Linked DNA regions of Mus musculus: region 2 is linked to region 1. Evidence: chromatin contacts called from public promoter capture Hi-C data. All regions are on one chromosome and are shown on one strand. The core of a region is the stretch at or near the end of the contact, and the rest is flanking DNA. Distances in the headings are between cores, read along the strand shown. Region 1 holds the start of Bach1 (BTB and CNC homology 1, basic leucine zipper transcription factor 1). Region 2 holds the start of Mrap (melanocortin 2 receptor accessory protein).

Region 1 (6,485 bases), core at 1,902-4,401:
GTGAAATGGTTCAGTAGGTAAGGGTGCCTGCTGCCCGACCTAAGGCTAAAGTTTAGTGCCCAGAACCATGTGTGGTAGAGGGAGAGAACCTATTCCCACAGGGTGTCCTCAAACCTACACAGAGAGAGAGACAGACAGACAGAGACAGAGAGACAGACAGAGAGAAGAGGTTGACTGAGGAATTCCACTTCCCAAGGATTATTTAAATGCAGTTTTAACAATAATCACAAGGATATAAAAAGGGGGAACCCTTAGCCGGGCGTGGTGGCGCACGCCTTTAATCCCAGCACTCAGGAGGCAGAGGCAGGCGGATTTCTGAGTTCGAGGCCAGCCTGGTCTACAAAGTGAGTTCCAGGACAGCCAGGGCTATACAGAGAAACCCTGTCTCAAAAAAAAAAAAAAAAAAAAAAAAAAAAACAAAACAAAACAAAAACAAAAAAAGGGGGGACCCACAAACTTCCAAAGGGTAAGAGAATTTTACCTTAAATTTTAAAAGATTTTGTTATGAATATTACATTCCAAATGTATAAATTATCAAACCTTCTAATCACTACACACATTCAACCAACCACCTTTGGGGCTTGCCTACAAATCCAATAAAATGTTATCAAAATAGAACTATGTAATTTTTTTATTTCTATCACTCACTTTAAGAATGTAGTAAGAAATTCCCATCTTTTATTCTTTACAATATAAAAACTACATATGAAGTGAAAGTCAAATACTAAGAATATTTTGAAATTACTACAGCTCTCGGAAAAGATCAGAAATTAAACACACACAGAAATCTGTTGCAGACTTGGAATGATGGCAATAGCAGTGGAAAGTAAATTTTATATTCCTCAACAGAAAAAAGGATAAAGTGTGCATAACCACATTATCTAGTATGCAAATATTGATGTCACCCTCCTCGTTTAACTTCCTGATGTGGATATTTTCATGTTAGATCAAGCATCCTGTAATCTACCTGAAATCTCCTAACATCTGAAAGAGACAACACTGATAACCCTAAATCTAAAACAGCACACCAACCGCTCCCCTGCTACAGAGGTTTGAAAGGAATGACCATCAATAATAATTTGGTATCGTTCTTGCGGCCCATGCAACCCTTGAGAGGGTAAAGGCACTCGCCACCAAGCTTGACGGCCTGAGGTCCAGGCCCCAGAACCCACAGGATTAACGGAGAGAACCACAAATGCAAACTGTCCTCTGATCTCTGCACAAATACAAACACAAAACAATAAAATAAATACATGTTTTTAAAAATCATCGTTCTTTTAGTCAAAGGGAAGAAGAAGCCAGTTCTCTTCATACACTTTCCCTTTCCCAAACAGTGCACCGAGGACTGGTGTGTGTGTGTGTGTTTGTGTGTGTGTGTGTGTGTGTGTGTGTTTTCTTTTTTCAAAAAGAAATTACACAAGATCCATAAAATCAAGAGAGACAGACACATCCATAGACCCCTCTTCTTAGCCTTGACCCAAGAAGACCCGCTGACTCTTATCTATTCTTTACCACCTGACCCCAGAAACTAGTTATGCAGGAAAACCTAAAAGCCCTAAAAGGAAATCCCCTTTGTGGCCTCATTTTAAAAAAAAATTATAAAGAATAACTTAAGCATGTATACACCACTCTGCATCAAAATACTAAAGGCAAAGCGAGGACAGCAAGGGAAAGAAATGATATAATACTGCTGACTGCCTTACTTCTATCTGAAATCTCAAAGATCCAGCTTCCTCCAGCACAAATTGAGTCTCCCGCAGTAGGCCACGAGGCTGCTGTTTAAACACCACCTCGGTGTTCCTTGGCCACGTCTTAAGCACGCTCTACCACGTCAGCCACTGATTACCTGGATCAAAACACACAGCCCGCAGCTGGACCCCCTCCGGCCTCCTGAAGCCACCCCTCGTGTGTGCAGCTCAGCCTTTTATAGTGGAGGCATGTGATGCGCGTATCTGCACCAGCTGTTCCTAATTACCTCTCAGTCTGGGGTGAATGACTCAGCAACACAAACTCTTTTAAAGAGTCACCCTACCTTGTTATCCAACCAACGTAGCGAACAAAGGGAAGCCACTTGACAGATCCGACGGTTAAACAACAAGAGGCGATCACTCCTCCAAAGCTACCCAACTCCAAGATGACTCACCAGGAGCCTTTTTTCCTCTAGACTCCCTTACGATGTCCAAAGCCAGAAGTGGCAAGCGCCTTCAAGCCCAGCCCAGAGCTTGCACCACTACCACAAGAGCAGGAAGAATAGGCCAACCCATACCTCTTCCCATTTCTCTGAATATTTGTAGAGCTCAAAAGCTCGGCCACGAACAAAAATCTACAGTGGTCATCCTTTAATCTTTCTGAACTGCCTTTCCTGCAAACCCAGTGAGCTGAGAGGAGTGCTCAATGCCTAAACAAAGACCCAGCAGGGGCATCGTCCTCCAAGGCTAGCAGTCACAACTCTACAATTCTCCAAAAGGAAAAAGAACAGCATCCTGAAAAAAAAAAAAAAAGTCTTTGTTCTTCCAAGCCTGTCTGGGGAGCAGGATTTTCCCACACGCGTTCTTTCAGAATTACTACTACGTCTGCCTTGACTCAGCGCACGCTGAACATAGAGAGCTCACTACATAAAAGCCATCGGCGCAATTCCACTAAATGACACCAAAGTCCCGGAGAAGATCGAAAACGCGCTGGCCCTGGCCCTACCGGACACGAACACAAAAGCTGGTGTCGTTAACATCGAGACCCACTCTGCCTATGCTGTGCGAGTCCACATTACAAACGTGCGCCAAGCAACAACAAAGGGAAGCGCGGAGCGCCCGGTAGTCCCGGAACCCCGGCCCGCTCGGCCTTGCCCCCGCAGCAGGCGGAGCGGGACGCGGCCCGCGGCGGAGCGCGGTGCAGGGCGGCGCCGGCACGGCCGGCCCAGAGAGTCCGCGCAGCGCGTAAACAGCGCGCAGCCCGCCGCCCCTTCTAGGCCCGCGCGGCCGCCCGCCACCAGCCCCGGTGACCCCCGGAAAGGACGGAAGGACGGCACCGCGCACCGCCCGAGCCACTTACCGGAGCCGAGACGCGGCGCGGCCCGACTGCAGGCGGCAAGCGGCGGTCAGGTGACTCACTCCCTCTGCGCGGACAGCCGCCCGTCTCCTCCCCTGCGCTCCGTTCCTCTCCGCCACCACCGCCAGCGCCTCGGGGCGCTAAAGCCCCGCCCCCGGTTCCGCCCCCGGGCCCCGCCCCGTAGCTGAAGCCCTGCCGAGCTCCAGGCCACGCCCTGCCTGGAGCCACGCCCCGTTCCAGGCCACGCCCTCCGCTAGTAAGAGCCTCTCTATTTCGCCTCCTGCGAGCTCCGTGTAACGTTGTGGATTGTATTGCTGAGCGCCAGGCCTCCAACCGCGTCGCCCTATCTCTGCCTTTGGTGGCAAGGTTACACGTCACGGAAGACCACCTCTTCCTCACCTGCTGAAGGCAGGGAAAAAAAAAGGCTGACGCCTCCACGCCCCCAGGGTTTTTGTTCACACAGCCCCTCTCCCCCCTCCCCCCCCCCCACACACAGATTAGATAAGGTCTTCTGCCCCACGCCCCCAAACCTCGGAAGCTCAGTTCGGCCAAGCTCCTGGGCTGCTTTCCTGTAGGAGCACAAAAACCAGGTGTTTGAACTTGCTGAAAAGGGTGTATGTCAACATCTGTCTGAAGCTCCGCAGGACTTTTAGGAGCAGATTCTGAGAGGGGGAGGCTGCTGCCCCTCTGAATGATCACTAGCTTCCCTTCTAGTTGTTTGTGTCCTTGAGGCCCTTCCTCGAAAACCGCAAGGCAGGTAACCTGGAGTGTGCTTTGCTCATTATAACCCATTAATATGCATGCTTCCCCGATCAAATCCCTTTACTCCTTGTGCTCAGCCAATACTGCTTTGAGAGTTATTCTTGCGCCCTTCATACTTGCCTGAATATAAGCTGCACTCTTATCTGCCTAGCCACGACGGACTGCATTCACCAATGGGCAAGCACGCTGTACTGGGCTTCATATCCGGAATATTGTACTGTCTGGCAGCCTCCTGTTGTCCCTCTACGCTGCACTACCAGGAAACATGGACGCATCCGTGTCTGGTCATGTCAGACGTCTTCCCTCAAGTCCTGGTCATGCTTTCATCCTCTGCTACTTATTGGGGTGTTAATCCAATTGTTCGTTTCTATTTTTTATTATGTTCGCTGTTGTTCAAGGCAGTGTCTTTACGCAAAGCTGCATGCACTCGTGGCAGGGCTTATCAGTCTGGAGAAAGAGAGGACTGGGCTGGCCAACCTGATTAAAAATGAGGAAGGAATTACCACCCCTGAGGCCAGTAGCCCTGGGAGGACTTGTAGGAAGAAATAATGTTGCTGGCTTTGAGTTCCAGAGGAAAGATGTAGAAAAATGGGAAGCCCCAAAATGTATGTGCTCCTTAAACACACACAGACAGTGCAAGGGCTCCAGGAGAGGGTTGTCTCCAAATAGTGATAACATTGACATGACTGCATCTGTACAGTGCGTAAGCTCTTGTGACTTAAGGACATTCAGTTACCTCTAAAGTAGGTGAGAATATGGCCTAAGTGCTGTGGGGTGGCCATGTAAGTGGTGACCTGGTGCCTTTGTGAGGCAGGGACAGCAACAGAGCTAAAACCAGGGCATGGCTGAGAGGAGTGTGGTCTACCAGGCTGTGAGGGGATCCAGGCGTGGAGGCAGGCGGCATGTTCAGGATCCTGAGATCATTATGTAGGTATTCAGTGAGAAATGAGGGGAGACACTTAGGGATAGACTGTGCGAGTTGATGGTGGTTCTGACAGACATTCGAGGGTCCTGGGGTGTCTGTCACACTCACTCTCCTTCCATCCTGAGCCAAAGTATAGTCTGCCTTCTTCCCACGCCTCTCGTGTACATTATTTCGATAAGTAGCCTTATGTCATGTGTATTAGCTCACAGAGAACCTCCCTCTAAGCACGTTTCTCTTGACTTGTCCTCTAAGAACACTTAGCATGGGATGCCCGCCCCAACTCTGTGACAAGACGAGAAGAAAAATAGCCAAGCAGTCTGCCTTAGTCGGAGTTTCTATTGCAGCAAAAAAAAAGCAGGACCAAGAAGCAAGTTGTGGCATTTTTATTATTTATTTATTTATTTATTTATTTATTTAATGTATGTGAGTACACTGTCACTGTCTTCAGACATGCCTTCAGAGGGCATCAGATTGCAGATGGCTGTGAGCCACCATGTGGTTGCTGGGAATTGAACTCAGGACCTCTGGAAGAGCAATCAGTGTTCTTAGCCACTGAGCCATGGAAGGAGCAACAGTGTTGACAGGCTAGACCCCCCAGAGCTCCCAGGGACAGGACACCAACCAAAGAATACACATAGCACTGGCAACCCATGTGGCAGAAGATGGCCTTGTAGGACATCAGTAGGAGGAGAGGCCCTCGGGCCTAAGGGTGTTCAACGCCCCAGTGTAGGGGAACACCAGAGCAGGAGGATGGGAATGGGGGGGGGGAGCACCCTCATAGAGGCAGGGGGAGGAGGTTTCCAAAGTGGAGACCTGGAAAGGGGAGAACATTTGAAATGTAAATAAAGAAAATAGCCAAGAAAAAAAGAGTATTAAAGTATTAAGAGAACAAATACTAAAAATAAAAAATAAAAATAAAAGCAAGTTGGGGAGGAAAGGGTTTATTCTGCTTACATTTCCACATTGCTGTTCATCAGCAAAGGAAGTCAGGACAGGAACTCACACAGGGCAGGAACCTGAAGGCAGGAGCTGATGCAGAAGCCATGGAGGGATGCTATTTACTGGCTTGCTTCCCCTGGCTTGCTCAGCCTGATTTCTTATAGAACCCAGGACTACCAGCCCAGGGATGGCACCACCCACAATGGGCCTTCCCACCCTTGATCGCTAATTGAGAAAATGCCCTACAGCTGGGTCTCTTGGAGGCATTTCCTCAAGGGAGGCTCCTTTCTCTGTGATAACTCCAGCTTGTGTCAAGTTGACACAAAACCAGCCAGTACATAGACCAAAAAGTAAATGCACTGGACCTATGAAAAGAGCTAGAAAGCGAGCCATTTCCAATAGAGGTTACTATTGCTTATTCCATGCTATTCTAAGGTCTACATAGGGAAGAGAAGCCAGAAGTTCAGCCATGCAGAGTCTCAATCATAGGGAGAAGGCTCGCCTGGGAACTCCAGCTGACTGCTCCGAAATCCCTAGTCTGGTTCTACATGATGCTGTAAGAGCCATTATTTGATTACGTCATCTCTAAAATGTTGCGAGTCCTTTTACTTGTAGCCTCACTTGAGGGGACACTCTGCCTGGGACCCCCCATGGGGAATTCCAGCCATCTGCCTTGAAGATCCTTCCCAGCCTATTTCTGCTGGATGTGGTGAGTGCCCAAGATTATAATCTACTCCCTTTCCATTTATTATTTTACTTTGGTTTCTGTATACTGAACAAATTCACTCATTCAACTAAAGTATATGGCTATTGT
Region 2 (6,479 bases), core at 108-2,607, 3.0 Mb before region 1:
GGGGAAAGGACACAGGGACCAGGGAGGGTGATAGGGGCTGAATAGGATCAAAGCCATGGTCATGCACACCTATGGCCCCAGCACCTGGGTTACCGAGGCAAGAGGATTGCTGTGAGTTTGAGCAAAGCCTGTGCTATGTAGTGAGTACCAGCAGAGCCAAAGCTATGTAATAAGATCCCCCTTCTCAAAGAAACAAAGACAAAGAAAACCACACTATCTACATTATCTGCATTAGGAAATGTTATAATGAAACCCATTATTTTATTCAATTAATATACACTAATAAATATAAAATAAATAGAAACAGAAATAAAATAAATATAAAAATAAGGTGTATGAGAGAGAGACAGAGAGACAGAGAGACAGAGAGACAGAGACAGAGACAGAGACGAGACAGAGACAGAGACAGAGACAGAGACAGAGACAGAGACAGAGACAGAGACAGAGACAGAGACAGAGAGGTGAACAAATGCATTCATCTTAAAAGGTCACTCTGAGTTAGCGAGAGAGCTCCGCGGATGAAAGGCTCCCAAGCCGGGCAGTTTCCATACCAGGGGCTCATGTGCTGGAGGAAATAGAACAAGTCCCCACGCTGTCTTCTGACCTTCACAGCTGTACCCCCACCCCCTAAATAAATAGATGTGAATTTTTAAAAGAAACATTTTGCTTGATTTTATGGCAAGTTAACTCAGAGAAAGTTTACTACTGAAAGTTACAGATACAGTTTGAGTCCCATGCCTGATTCGCTTATGTCTGTGTGAGCACCAGCCATGTTAACCCTGCTGAGCATGTCTGCCAGAGTTAGTAAGGGACGGGCAAAGCCAAGAGGGCCTCACCCCCGGCTCAGCCCCAGCCCCAGCCTCTGCCTGGTCACCTTCCTGTGTTCCGACTTACGCTTGTTGGCTTTCAGCTTCTTCTCGTCCACAGGAATGAGGTCTATGTAGTCCAGGTAATACTCATAGCTGGTGAGCGGGACAGAGGCGTCGGTCCCGTTGGCCATGACTGTGGCTTTGACGACAGTGTCTGTCAGAGGCTCGCACCCACAGCTGGGCCGTGAGCCCCAGAGACAAGATTGCTTAACTAATTTCTATCAGAATCACCCGGCTTGTCTGTGGCTCTCCCGGCATGGGGCCTGCCTACTTATCAGAGCTGCATGGCTGGAAGGTCAGGGGGCCGTTCCCCTGTAGGGCTTCTGGTTCCTGTCTCTCCTGGACAAACCTCCAAAGGCTACTAGAGACGCGGCTTCCCATTCGGCTCTAGCTTGCCTCTCCGTGGAAGGATGAGGAACTGGGCAAGAACTCAGATGACGGCAGAAAGTGCCTAGCAGTGCTGGACATGACCGTCCTCTCTTGCCTCTGATAAATGAATAGTTAATGCAATCGCAAGGGAAGCCTGCCAGCGTCCTTGACTTACTCTGAGGCAGTTCTCCGTGCTATTAAGCAACCAGTAGACCTCTGGCTTGGATTCCGAAGGCAGGCCCCGTATGTACTCTGCGATGTGCATGTTAACTAGAACCCCCAATCGCACCTCTTAGCTGAATGTGTCCCCAGCTTTTACCCAAGCTTCCAGGAACCCGCGGTATATCTGGTCAGCAGCCCACAGGACTGAGCACAAGGGTCGACCCAGCTCTTAGCTGACACCGAGGGTAAGGAGGAATCCAGGCTTCTGAGGGGCCTGCTCCTAGGTTATTGCTCCTGACGTTCAGTCTTTCACACAAGACCTATGTGCTGCACCCAGACTATGAAGACTATTGGTAGGAGCAGCTAATCCGCGAGGCACCGTGGGATAGATAGTGCCTTTGGAGTTAGGCACTATCTCGTCACTGATCCCGGGTCCTTTTAACAGTTGACCAGGCAAGTTCCTGTTGTCTGCAGACACTGTCTTATTTTTTTTTTTTTATTTTTTATTTTTGGTTTTTTCGAGACAGGGTTTCTCTGTATTGCCTGGTGAGTCCTGGGACTCACTCTGTAGACCAGGCTGGCCTCGAACTCAGAAATCCGCCTGCCTCTGCCTCCCGAGTGCTGGGATTAAAGGCGTGCGCCACCACGCCCGGCCAGACACTGTCTTATAACTGAGCTCACTTCTGACATAAACTGCTCAAAGTTGACAGATGCCCTAGGGTTCTGGGCGCAGTCGCACAGAATCACACGTCTCTCCCCATGGCAGCTGTTAATCCTAAACCCTACGTTGTCACCTCAGTTCTGACGTACTGGCTGGACGCGGAGGGTCCCACAAGCCCCTCCCCTCAGGTTCAGTCATGTGCTGAAATAGTTTCAGGACTCGGGAGAGCAATCCCTTACTGGATTCCTAGTGTAGCCTAAATGGACACAACTCGCATATAGTCAGACGGAAGCTGTTGCTACCAAGCCAGGCCCGATTTGCACAACACAGAGCATGCCAACCTTTGGAAGTGCTTTGTACAGCAGAGTCTGTGTGAGGCAAAGGGTAAAGGCACAGAGGCCTCAACTCTGTGACCCTGAGGAGAGGGGGCAGGGACACTTAAAACCGCAGAGAGACAGGCTGCTCTGAGACTTTCATAAAAGACGATTGGAGGGAAGGGATAAGAGTTATGGGTGGCCTGAGTATGTGTCATCAAGTTTTGTGGCTCTTCACAGAACACAGTGGCGTTAGTATGCTTTACTGGTAATCTGCAGCTCTCTGACCTCATGCACAGGAACAAGCAGGGGGTGGGGGGAGTGGGAGGTCAGTGTGTCAGCGTTCACTGAAGGCAGACCAGAGCAGCCTCCAGATTCTGAACAACGCAGGCAACTGTTAGCACACGTCAAAGGGGTTACCTGGAACAAAGCCATGGAGAGTGTGGCTTAGCCCTGCGACCACCAAAGCTGTGGCTAGAAGCTACAGCTGTGACTAAAAGCCAAGGAAGCAAAGGTGTTTACACTAAGGACGCTTCCCTTCATTTTGAGGTGTTAGGTGGAGGTAGGGAGCTTCCTGGCCTTCTCCAGGTCCATCCCCTCCTCCCCCAACAGCCCCTCCCCTCCTGCAATGGGGGGCTACCCCAAACTCCTTGTAGAGGATCTCAGGGTTCTAGTGCGCACAGAGGTCCTATGACTGGTCTCAATCTCCAGGTGAGATCTATCCTTAAGGCTCTCCCCAGAGACTAAAGTATGGTATAGGCTAAGAGTTCCAGTTCTCATTCTCTCTCTCAACTCTCTCTCTCTCTTGCCCCCTCCCCCTTTTTGGTTTTTCAAGACAGGGTTTCTCTGTATAGCCCTGGAACTCACTCTGTAGACCGGGCTGACCTCGAACTTCAAGAAATCCACCACTGCCAGGCTGAGTTCCAGTTCTCTAATAGCTATGACTGGGTCCTCTGACAGCTCCCAAGTCTCTACCTATCACCTCATTAGCATAAGCCCAGGTATGGATGAATGAAGTTGGTGACTCAGGAACTCCATCTGAGACCTATGTATTTGATCACATAACACAGCCCAGCACACCTTTGATTTCCAGCTCCCCCTGCCAGCACATACAAAGGGATCACTCCGTTCTGTTCCTACCTAGTGTTGTAGGGACACCGTGTAATTCGTTTTCCCACAGTGGTAAGCATTTAGATTTTTTTCAACAGGGGGCCCTTGGATAGGAGCTGTCCTTGTGACTTGCTTTGGCTTTGAGTAGAGGTCCTATTGACCCAGGATGTGACTCAGTGGCAGAGTACTCGCAGAGCTTCTACAAGGCCTTGGGTTGGTTCAGTTCTCAGCATTGAGAAAACAACAAACAAATCCCACAAAGACGTTGTGTAAGTTCCAGGCCAAGGTCTCAGGAGTTTGACTCACATTCTCCAGCAGCACTGACAGCAGGGGCTGGCCTCCTGGGAGCCAGGGGCAAACTGGACAGTGAGAGTGAGGTGAACCCCCACAGCACTGCCACCTCCATGGTATGCAGATGGCTGTAGATCGGTGAGGAAGGAAGCAGTCTAAACCCGGAGGTCAACTCCCCCCCTCCCAGCCTGCTTCACATGGGCAGTCCATAGAGTTGTGAGAATTTGTGCTAAGTGAAAGTTGGTGTGTGTGTTGATGTGCCTCCTCTCTCTCTCTCTCTCTCTGTGTGTGTGTGTTGATGTGCCTCCTCTCTCTTTCTCTCTCTCTCTCCCTCTCTCTCTCTCTCTCTCTCTCGCTCGCTCACTCTCCATGCCCCCTTTCTCTCCCTCTCTCCGTGTAGGCCAGAGGACAATCTTGAGTATCACTTTTGTGTCATTCCTTGAGGGCCATGCACCTTGTTTTCTGAGGTTCTCTCTCACTGACCTGGATGGAGCTCAACCAGTGAGCTAGGCTGACTGGCCTGTGAGCCCCAAGGGTGCCTGTATCCACCTCCAGGGCAGAGATAACAGCATGAACCGTCTGTCACCTCTGGTTACTTTCTGACATGGGTTCTGGGGTCCTCATGTTCTCAAGGCAAATCCGTTAACAGTGGGGGGCGCCTCCCCAGGCCAGACGGCTGCTGTTGTAAGTCACGAACTTTGGGGTGCTGTCTTGTACAGCACGGGGTAACTGGTGAAATGCCATGTTTCTGCCCTTTATGGTTTCAGTTCTTTCTGTCCCTCCACTTTGACATGTTCAGTCCTTCATTCCACAGTTTAAAAAGTAAAATTGGTCAGATCCTTCACTGGGAAAGAGAATCAGAAGGAAAGTTCACAAGAGGCAAAGATCAACAGTTGAAGGACAATGGTAGCCTCTGTCTCCACACACCACCTACATTGCAATGTCCCTCTTTAATTTCTGTTGCTGTGATGAGCACCCTGACTGTCTTAGTTGGGATTTTATTGCTGTGAAGAGACACCATGACCAAGGCAACTCTTATAAAGGACAATATTCAGTTGGGGCTGGCTCACAGTTTCAGAGGTTCAGTCCATTATCATCATGGCATGAAACAGGGCAGAGTGCAGGTAGACATGGTGCTAGGGAAGGAGCTGAGAGTTCTACATCTTGATCTGCAGTCAGCAGGAGTAGACTGTGTGTGTCACTGGCACATCTCAAAGCCGCGCCTCCACTATGACAAAAAAATAGCACCACATCTCTGAATAGTACCACTGCCTATGGCCAAGCAATCAAACACATGGATCTATGGGGCATTTCTAGTCAAATCACCACACTGACTAAATCAACTTAGGGGAGAAAGGGTTTATCTAGTTTGCTTCCATTTATCACTGGGGGTAAGCCAAGGCAGAAGGACCCAGAGCCCCTAAGTCACATCATGCTTAAGAGTGGAGTCAAACCCACCCATGCCACCTGCCTGCTTCTGCTCAGGGGGCATCCCACCTGTGCCGCCTGCCTGCTTTACTCTTATGTTGCTCAGGGCCCACCCAGCCCATGAAATGGTCTAGGCTATGTTCAGGGTGGGTCTTCTACCTCCCCTTAGGTAAGGCAACCAAAACAATGCCCCACAGGCTTGCCCACACCCTGACCTCAGGGAGCCCTCAGTAACTAGGCTTGACATGAGCTCGTGGCAAGCTGGAGCTTAAAGCTAAGCACCACATACAACAAGAGGACCACTCTACCTACAAAAAGACTTCAAAAGAGAACGGCATGCCATCTGGAGAAAATGAAGTCAAAGAAAGCCAATTCTGAAACGAATGATCCAGAGACTAGAATTAGCAGACAAGGCCCTCAAAAGCAACCATTATTAAATAACTAAAAATAAATATGTAACATAAAACTTTAGAATGTGAAAATGTATAAAAATCCATACTGGTAGCAAGCAGTAAAGGGCATGCCACAGAAAAAGTGGCTACAGGTGAGTCCACTAGTGATTGTTGGCTAAATAAATGTGTTAGCCAAATGTAGCTCTTCCTCACACAACTATAGGATGGGGAGAAATAGAAAATCCACCACTCCTATGATTCATCGCAACTATTAGATGGCAAGACTTTGGTGGGCATGTAAAAATGGATGGATGTCAAACTAGTAGGTGAAAGTTTGAACAGAAACAACATTTGTCTAGTTTAACAAGAATCTCCAAATTGTTAATTACTAACTTGAATACTGTTTACACAGAGTAAAACAATCACAAGAAAACTCCAAGTATCACACCTCACATCACAGACAAGCAATGATGGCATCATCTGTCACATAATATGTGCACTGAGGGATACATCACCTCTGTGGTGCTCTTGTCAAATTCATGGCCCCAGTAATTCTTGTACAGGATTTTAATCCAGCAACATGGATGCTCTGGTAAGGGGTCATATCCAAAGATATGATCCAGCTGGAATACAGACATGTCCTTAGTATACACCTTTGATCCCACTGGCTGGAATATAGACAGGCCTTTAGTGCACGCCTTTAATCCTAAACAATGACTTCTAACTGAGGGACAGACGAAATGTTGAATCAGAGAAAGATTTGATAGGATGAGTTAGAAATAGAACACACCCAACTCTCACAGAACCGACAGGAAAGAGAGGCTACTTAAAAAGCAGTGAGGGAGCCGGGCATGGTGGCACACGCCTTTAATCCCAGCACTCG

The links. Promoter capture Hi-C pulls out the DNA fragments that hold promoters and counts their contacts.
Region 2: a contact with region 1 is called in a promoter capture Hi-C map of liver, with 7 times the contacts expected there. The contact joins the promoter of Mrap here to the promoter of Bach1 in region 1. A contact is called at or near these places in 2 of 39 promoter capture datasets (liver and pre-B cells).

Annotation. Positions count from the first base shown.
Region 1 is chr16:87,695,620-87,702,104 of GRCm38.p6, reverse strand. Bach1 (BTB and CNC homology 1, basic leucine zipper transcription factor 1) reads right to left here and starts at 3,151. Exons shown (of 5, transcript NM_007520.2): 1 at 3,049-3,151.
Region 2 is chr16:90,733,085-90,739,563 of GRCm38.p6, reverse strand. It overlaps Mrap (melanocortin 2 receptor accessory protein), which reads right to left and starts at 1,357. Exons shown (of 3, transcript NM_029844.4): 1 at 895-1,357. The coding sequence starts at 1,000.